2 separate regions of the Gasterosteus aculeatus genome follow, and region 1 is linked to region 2. Evidence: chromatin contacts called from public Hi-C data. All regions are on one chromosome and are shown on one strand. Each heading gives the region's core, a stretch centred on a gene start, on an enhancer-like site or on the middle of the called end of the contact. The rest is flanking DNA. Distances are from core to core; before and after follow the strand shown.

Evidence for each region. Hi-C and Micro-C count contacts between places; a contact is called where the count stands out from the background.
Region 1: a contact with region 2 is called in a Hi-C map of skeletal muscle, with 2.1 times the contacts expected there. The contact joins the enhancer-like site here to the promoter of nectin1b in region 2. A contact is called at or near these places in 2 of 6 Hi-C or Micro-C datasets (skeletal muscle and whole body).

Annotation. Positions count from the first base shown.
Region 1 is chr1:16,086,911-16,090,889 of fGasAcu3.hap1.1, forward strand. All of the region lies in intron 5 of nectin1b (nectin cell adhesion molecule 1b), which reads left to right. Among protein-coding and RNA genes, the nearest start is that of nectin1b, 62 kb to the left of the region's middle. Within about 2 kb of position 1,296, at least 4 of the 9 cell types and tissues checked have open chromatin away from gene starts, as enhancers often do.
Region 2 is chr1:16,025,264-16,029,185 of fGasAcu3.hap1.1, forward strand. nectin1b (nectin cell adhesion molecule 1b) reads left to right here and starts at 1,320. Exons shown (of 10, transcript XM_078105035.1): 1 at 1,320-2,381. The coding sequence starts at 2,330.

The DNA.
Region 1 (3,979 bases), core at 46-2,545, 62 kb after region 2:
TGAGAGCCTGATGAAGTAGGTCAGACTCTGTCCCAGGGTCTGACCACTGGCTCCGCGGTGCCGTGTGGTGATTCAGTCATTAGACACACGCGGCTCCAAAATAACAACGAGGGGAGGGAGGAAAAATACGACAACAAGGAACCAGACGGAGGAGAAGCAGAGGGTGGGATTTGCAGACGTTGCGCTGACCACTCCTTCCTGGCTTAACGGCTGCCAAACGTGCCGATTAGATTGCTGCTTACCCTGTAAGTCACTTAGTACCACGGCCACATGCGGGCTAGCAGGGAAATGCAGAGATGCATTAATGATGATTCCTTGAGTGCGAACATGACTCCCCAACAGCATTGTTGTTTAGATGCCTGTAAATATTAATTGCTTATTAAATGCGTATTAAGAGTGATTATCACAACCAGTGTTGCACAAAATGGTTAAATCAACAAGAGCACAAAACACGCTTTCTGAATGTCTTTTTGAAGTCAACTACCATCCCCTGCTTAACATGTTTCCTGATTTGTCATTTTAGATGCACTTCTTGGCTGTAAATAGGGGAAATGTTGGGAATCTGCGATCACCAGCTAGAGGCCCTAAAAGCCCTGACAAAAAGGGTCCCAGGACCGTCCTTTGAGTCGTTCGGATCTTTCGCCCCCCCCATGAAATATATTTTTGTTGTTATGAATTTGAATTATACTTCAGAAGTTTGTAAACGCCCTACGTGTGTGTGGCGTTTGCATGCATGTGAGGAAAGCTCGGGCTTCTGTATAGTCGATGATAGCAGCAGGAGAGTCCGTTGACGAAGGGTAAAAGAGGAGAGTATTTGGGAGGCGAGTGGGGAGGAAGAGCTTCACCCCGGCTCCCCGGCAGCATATTAAATTCCCGTCAGTGATGAGCTTTCATTCGTTGTGGCAGCATTACATTTCCATGACTTCACGACCACTGGCACATTCAGACAGGGGGAGTAATGAGGATCGTTGGAATCACTGAACTAATGTGTCTTCCCGGTTTGTCTCCCCCCCGTCCTCACCCATTCATTATGCCATTCTCTATTTGCCGTTGTCACTCCCCAAAGCCTCTCAAAAGGCCCTCGCTTCGTCTTCTCTTTTTTTTTCTTTCTTTTCCTTCCTCGTTGCCACTCCTCAAACGCCGAGTAGCCCTCTGTTGTCTTTTTCATCCTCTGTTGTCTGCAGCTTGTTCCTCGTTTAGTCACATTAAAACACCACTCCCCGTACCGCTCTTTGAAATCCCTTCTCATTTTCCCAGCTTCTGTCACAACACTTTGCCCGAGTGATTGCGTTCAGGGTCAGGAATGCTTGTACCTGCCTCTCCTCCTCTTTGTCGTGTGCAGGCACGACCGGAGCACACCCAGAGTACCTGCAGGACGCCGTTGTGATACAGTTTCTCCCTTTTTTTTGGTTTTGATTTCTGCTTCAGATGTTCCTCTCTTACTATCTCTTACGTCTTTGAACATTTGCTGCTAGTTGTTTTTTATTGTCGCGTCTGAAATAACTGAAAGAAAAAGCTCCAAATCTGTTTGTTTCCGAAAGCCACCAATCTGGTAGTCATTCCCACAACAAGACGTCTGGCCTTTTTCTTTTTTTCTCCTTTCTCGTGGGCCACATTTGTTTACCGCTTGTTTGTCTCAAAGATTTGCTCCTGTTGAACACCAACGAGAACACTCATCGAGTTGTAGAATGTTCAGGAGGCAGTAAATCATCCACTCGAGCGAGTCAAAATGTGAGCGTTTCAAAATGGCGTGATTAATGTGCAACGCAACAGCGCAGGGTTTGCAGCGTTCGAACAGCTGCGGCGTTTCACGGTATCCGCTGCTTGTATAAATCTATCACGCCTTTGCCTTGAAAAATAGCCTCTCGTAGCACATCTTGGCACCTATTAATCTCAATAGTTCATTTTTAGTCATTGCTATTCAAGGTTACCCCCCTATCTGCATATTTCCAGCGTGGCATTAATAGACGCTGCGTTTTGTTTGCCCGGAACACTATCAGGGCTGCTGTGCTGCTTTTGAGGTCTTTTTTTATCTATCTCTTGGCAGGTGTTGCCGGTAGCGACGGCGCATGCTGTCGGAACGCCTCCTCCCTCCCCCGTGCTGTCAAACGCCCCTCCATTTAAAAAAAAGGTGTCTTATTATTAGTGTTTCTGTAATGTGATTAGTTCGCACCATGGCCACTCAAATTTCGAATCGTCGGATTCATCAAGTACACAAAAGGAGACAAAAGCCGCGTGGTGGCGAGATGGCTTCCCATTCTGTTATCTCTCCGTGTGTGCATGAAGGCCAGTAAGCGGATGGGAGGGTGTTGAGTTAATACGACCTTGCGGAGGGGCAGTTAACGCCACATTAGCTAAGAGCGGAATTCGCCTCTTAGCGCCTCTTTTAGTTTCAAAATGAAAGCGGCGTGCTGCCCCTGCGGCATCGGAGCGATCGGACGAGAAAATGACGGCATCTTTGAGCTTCTTATTCTTCTTTTTAATGAAGTGCACAGTGCAGCCACCTTGAACACGTCAAGAATCTTCCCACGAGGTGGATGTGGCGGCCAAAGAGCAACCAAAATACCAGAAAGTTTACAAGCGCTTTCATGTCTGGTGTGTGTATGTTAACGCTAGCGGTCTTTAAATAGGCTATGGGTGTCGAGAGGTGGGGTCACCTGATCCCTTACAGCAAACGGAGGCGATGGAGAGCGGCTTTGAAGGCGCCCCACGTGTTCTTTTACCTCCACTCATTCCGCAGGCCTCGTGTTTCGGTGGTAAATATCGAGTCTCGCCGGTGTAGGGAAGACGCATCCTAGCAGAGGAAGCAAGTTAATGGTAGAAGAGGGGATTATAGGAGGACGTGTTCCCTTTTCTCTCTCTGCTTCCCTCCATCCTCTGGATTTTCTCCCCTCTCGGTGCACTTGGTTTGGAGGATGTGTGTTTTCTCGAGGCAGGGGTGACCTGGCCGTGCTCTCTCATTCATGTGTGTAATGAAGGCCTGTGAATAATCCCATTAGGTGTTCAGATTAAAACCTGAGCTGATATTTGAGACCGTGCCCAGCACCGCTTTAGAAAATGGAGAGCGCTGCTGCCCGGGCCCTGGGGGGGGGCGGGCCGACGGGAAAGAGCAGCCGAGGAGAGCGGGCCGCGTTTTGGACTGATAGAGTGCCGCTGTAATTAAAGGAAAAGGGGGAAAGCTTCCGCGGCGCCTCTGCCGAGCCTGATACCTTCTTTTTCTGCCAGAGGTTTGCAGAGGTTTACCATTTCATCACAAAAAAAAGAAAAGAAAATACATTCAACTTTGTAGGGCAATCATATATTGTGGGGTAATTTGCAAAGAGAAATTAATATATCCTCGGAACGTAGGATTACATGACATAAACCTTCATTTCGGCTTGATTGTGATTGGTGTTAATTGAATTAACGGTAATTTAATATCTAATTAACATAATGGTATACCATAAACGGTGTAAAATATGTCGCATTTAAGATGTTATAGTTCAATGAATCGAACTGATTTACTCAGATCATGTCTGATATTCTCTCTGAGAAGCCGGCTAATGAGCAGCGCTAAGATCTCTGCTCCCTGGATCCCGATGTGTCACATTAGGATGATAATAACTCCGTACAGCAGCAGGCATTAGTATCATCCGCGGCAGTAAATCTTTTTTCTGTGCTTCGTCTGACTCCTGTTTGGGTGTGTGTGAACTTGACTTCAACACCGCTCCGCTCTCCTGCTTTCTGTATTATCTCCCACACCATTTGTTTAAGAAAATAGATGGTTTAACGCTTTGTCGTACCCACCCCGCTCTGCTCACCACCAACACCACCACCAACTCTCTGCTGGGGATTCAGCGTTGCGCCATTGAAGTTGAACGCGGCTCTGCTCTGCGGGTTTAGACGAGCGCTACCTGTGCTCCTCCAGCCTTTGATCGCGTTTCACAGTAGACGTCTCCTTCCGTCTCGGCGCTTCAAGGAGCTTCGCGCATTTTTTTTT
Region 2 (3,922 bases), core at 70-2,569:
TTACAAAGATGAGGAAGACAACAAGATGTAAGGAAAGAGAATGCTAATCATGCTAGGCAAATAACACTTACCAACATAACTTGGAGAGACGAGGCAATGAGAAACTCCTCCGATGTTGAACTACGCAGGTGGTCTAGATGAACTGAGACTACGCGTCTGACGGGTCACGTTCAGAAGCAGTCGGTCAAGATTGACACTCAAATGACTTTTAGGCAATGAACACTTTGAATAATACAAATATTTCTAATCTTTACATTCCAGCCATACAAATGATGGCGAAGGCTGCGCATGGGATAGGGAGGGTGGGCTGTGCAGCGCAAGGTTGGCGGATCGAACCCTGGCTGCTCCCTGTGCCAAGTTGAAATGTCCCTGAGCAAGACACCTAACCCCCAATTACTCCACATATAATTATGTCAAACCATTATGTGAAACCATGGGTGTTTTGGATAAAAGTGACAGCTACATGTATAGTAATGTCCTGTAAGTCAAAGTCATCATCGTATCTCATGAAATACTATCTCATTATGATGACTTACAGCACCTGTTTTTCAGTGGCTGACATGGGCTTCCATACATTAACCTACAAAAGATGTAGATGGATTGTGATTCATTGCACTTGTATGTGTATTTCCACCACTTCATAAAATATATGTAACATGCAGTTGAATTACGGTAGTCTGCTATTATCGTAAATTTCATGACATTGGCCGTTAATTTACAAGCAAGGGATGGAAATTTAACTGTATGTTACAGTTATTATGACATACTGTAAGATACCGTTAGAAAAGCACCGTAAATTTACAGCAATTTGTTCAGTGCACTGTGCTTTTCTAGTTTTAAATTGGCAAAACATTACCTCACTGTGAACCCACTTGGGCCATATTTTAGCTTTAGCACTTATCAAACTAATGTATTCCTGTAATAATAATGAAGTAGAAGTAGTTTGTCATAGGGGTTAATGCCGCTTCCGCAACAAATAAGACAGCCTCAGCATTTGTTTCAGTCACCACAGTGTCACTTTTGGTTTACCTTTAGTCTCAAAAGGTTTTGGTGGCCATGTTGGACACATGAGTGGAAGCTTATTTCAAAATCCTCCTTATTTCACTCCGGCATGACTCGCACACTCGTTATTATCACGTTATTTCCCCACATCCCCAACCTTTCTCTTCCTCTTCCACCTTCCTGAAGGGGTTGTTGTTCCTTTGTCACATTTGTATCACATTCTGCTCCAAACGAGTTGTGTTAAAGTCGCTGAACTTCCTGTGTGGCTACCACCTGGCTGCAGCTCGTACCCGTGTGTGTGTGTGTGTGTGCGTCGTCCAGGCGCTGTATTTGGTTTTATGCAGGACAATCTAGGCTCCTCCCCGTTTGCACGACGTCACCCAATCCAGATCTCTGTCGAAGCGTCAGCGGCATCGAGCAGCAGACTGTGGCGGCGGATCAGCGGGGCGGTGCGCAGAGCTCGACAAGGCAACACTGTATTTCACCCACCTCCCCCTCTGCCAGATACAGAGAAACGACCGAGAGGAGGGAAAAAAAGGGGGGTTTACGCATCCCGTTCATTTCCAAGAGTTCTACCAACTTCGCCGGGCCGGTGTGCTGATCTCCTCGGCCGGCCGTTCGCTGCGGACCAGGAGAACCGTAAAAGTTGAGGAACTAAGACAGGCTCGGCGCCTTGCAGGTGATCTGTTGCGGTGCTGTGTGCAGAGAGGCGACACCCTCCCCCCTTCCTTCCCCCCATCCTCCCCGAAGGAACCCCGCAAGTGTTGGAAACTTCCCCAGCGCAGCATCGATCGCGGACCTCCCGCCCACTTCTCCTCTGCTCCACAACGCTGGGAAGGAGGGAGCGAGTCCTGCAGCCGCTGCGGTGGATGGAGGGAGCGACCACGGCTAAACGGTTCCTCTAGAAGCGCTGCTGCTTTGATACAAACCGCAACTCTCCTTCGCCCATCGCCTGCTGTATCTCTAAAACTACTATTAAAACAATTACATAAACTGCAAAGCCGTAGCCGCTTGGATCTCATTGTTTCGGGGGGGGGGGGAAACCAGGTTGTACTTCGTGCAAACTCCGGCAGCCGAAAGGAATCGACGTAGAAATTGATGCTCTGGCACAGAGACGCGCAACTCTAGACCCTCTAGTTTTGCGAAAAGTCTCCTACTGCGCAGCGAGGGAGAAGCGAGGGATTTCCGAAGTGGGATTTTGCAGAAGTTGCATGCTCGGTCTTTGTCGTCTCGAGTGAGCGCCCCCCCCCCCCCCCCCCCCCTACAATCCTCCCGTCCATCCACTCTCAGGTTGTCAGACCAGATCCGGATAGTTTGAGGAGGCGCCATGGCGATGTGTGCGGGGATATGGATACTGCTCGCAGCGCTGCACGTCCAAGGTAAGCAGCAGGCTCCAGTGGAGACACGACGCGCCTCATTTTGTCATCACCTCCCTGCTCCTCACTGTGTGTACGTGCTGTGGAGACTATGTTGACGCATGAATGGATGACCGTATGTGAGGCTGCGTTTCTTTTCTTTTTTTTGCAGTAATAGATGTGCAACTAAGTAAAAGAAAATTGGAAAGTGTTTTTTTTTTTATCTCGGAAACAAACCCAATCATAACTGCTGCAGAATACTTACTCCCCTGCAAAATAACGCAGTTACCCGGGCAGCAGGCAGATGGCAATGTGTGCAGAAAACCGTGTGGGCCAGATTCTCCCCAGCGTTTCATTGTGAAGTGCTCCGGGGTGATAATTGAAACCAGTGCCCTGCTTATCATCAGCTCCTGTTTGTTAGCGGAGAATTAATAAAACAATTGGTGCAAATCCCACATTTCTTTATCAGCATTAAATTATATCAAATTATATTTGTGCTCGATTTACAATCCTACATCTTCTTGAATACTTTATGTATTTTATCAGAGATTGTGTGTGTGTTTCGGGTGGAAGGAGATGTGTTGAAGGAAGCACTGGTGCTTTGATAAATGGAGTCATAATTTGACATTCATCATACTGACACTGAAGCTTCCTCGAGTGGGCCTAATTATATAAACAGTCCCCTAATATGTGTGCTTGCTTCTAAACGGAAGGAGCAACGTTACTGGTGCCATTGACAACCTTTTAATGGGGGGAAAAAACGAGCCAACAATGAGACGACACCTTATGCGTGTGCCTGAGCCTGATAGTGTGTGTGTATCCAGAAGGGGTGGGTGTTAGGGCTTAGTTGAAAGTTTACTTGTTTGTTTACGTCTTGGGAAGGTCAATTTAGTCTTTTGCCCTTATTTCAGCGGAGGAATGGAAGAGGGTGGACTGAAGTCAAGAAGTGTAAGATCATGCTTTAAATGGCAATACTCTCCTGGTTCTCTGACACATTCTCTGAGTCAGGAAAATATTTTCTAGGGCAATATCTAACATCTGTGGTGTCTTTTTTTCTATTTTTTTCTCTCCACCTCCTCTGAGCTCCAGAACCACCGAGACGTTGACCTTGTTCGCTGCGAGGCTCCTTGTGGCGTCACATGTTTTTAGGGCCGATTGAATACTTTGATCAAAAGCCCCTGTCTGATTTACATTGAGATGATCCCTTTGCTTGTGGAGAAGATCAGGATTAACTGGTTCCCTTGGGATTCACGGTCGAAAAGCTTTTGAAGCTGTTCAATCAACGGGGCGGAACATGTCTCAAAAATTGCATGTAAGAAGCCTCCCGGTAAACGTCTTATTTGAGCACGAGCTGAGGGTGTTTTTTTTTTCCGAAACCCAATTAGATGTTGGACCGAAGAACTTTACTGTTGTTTCTTTTTTTTTTATTACTCATTGCTGTAGATTATTCAAAACCAAAGGGCCGGGACAATTCGTGCTCTCTACGTGGAGGGAAGGGCTTGGAAACACATTTTACTGCAGCAGTTGTTTGGACCATTTCTTTTCAAATGCAAAAACAAGGGTTT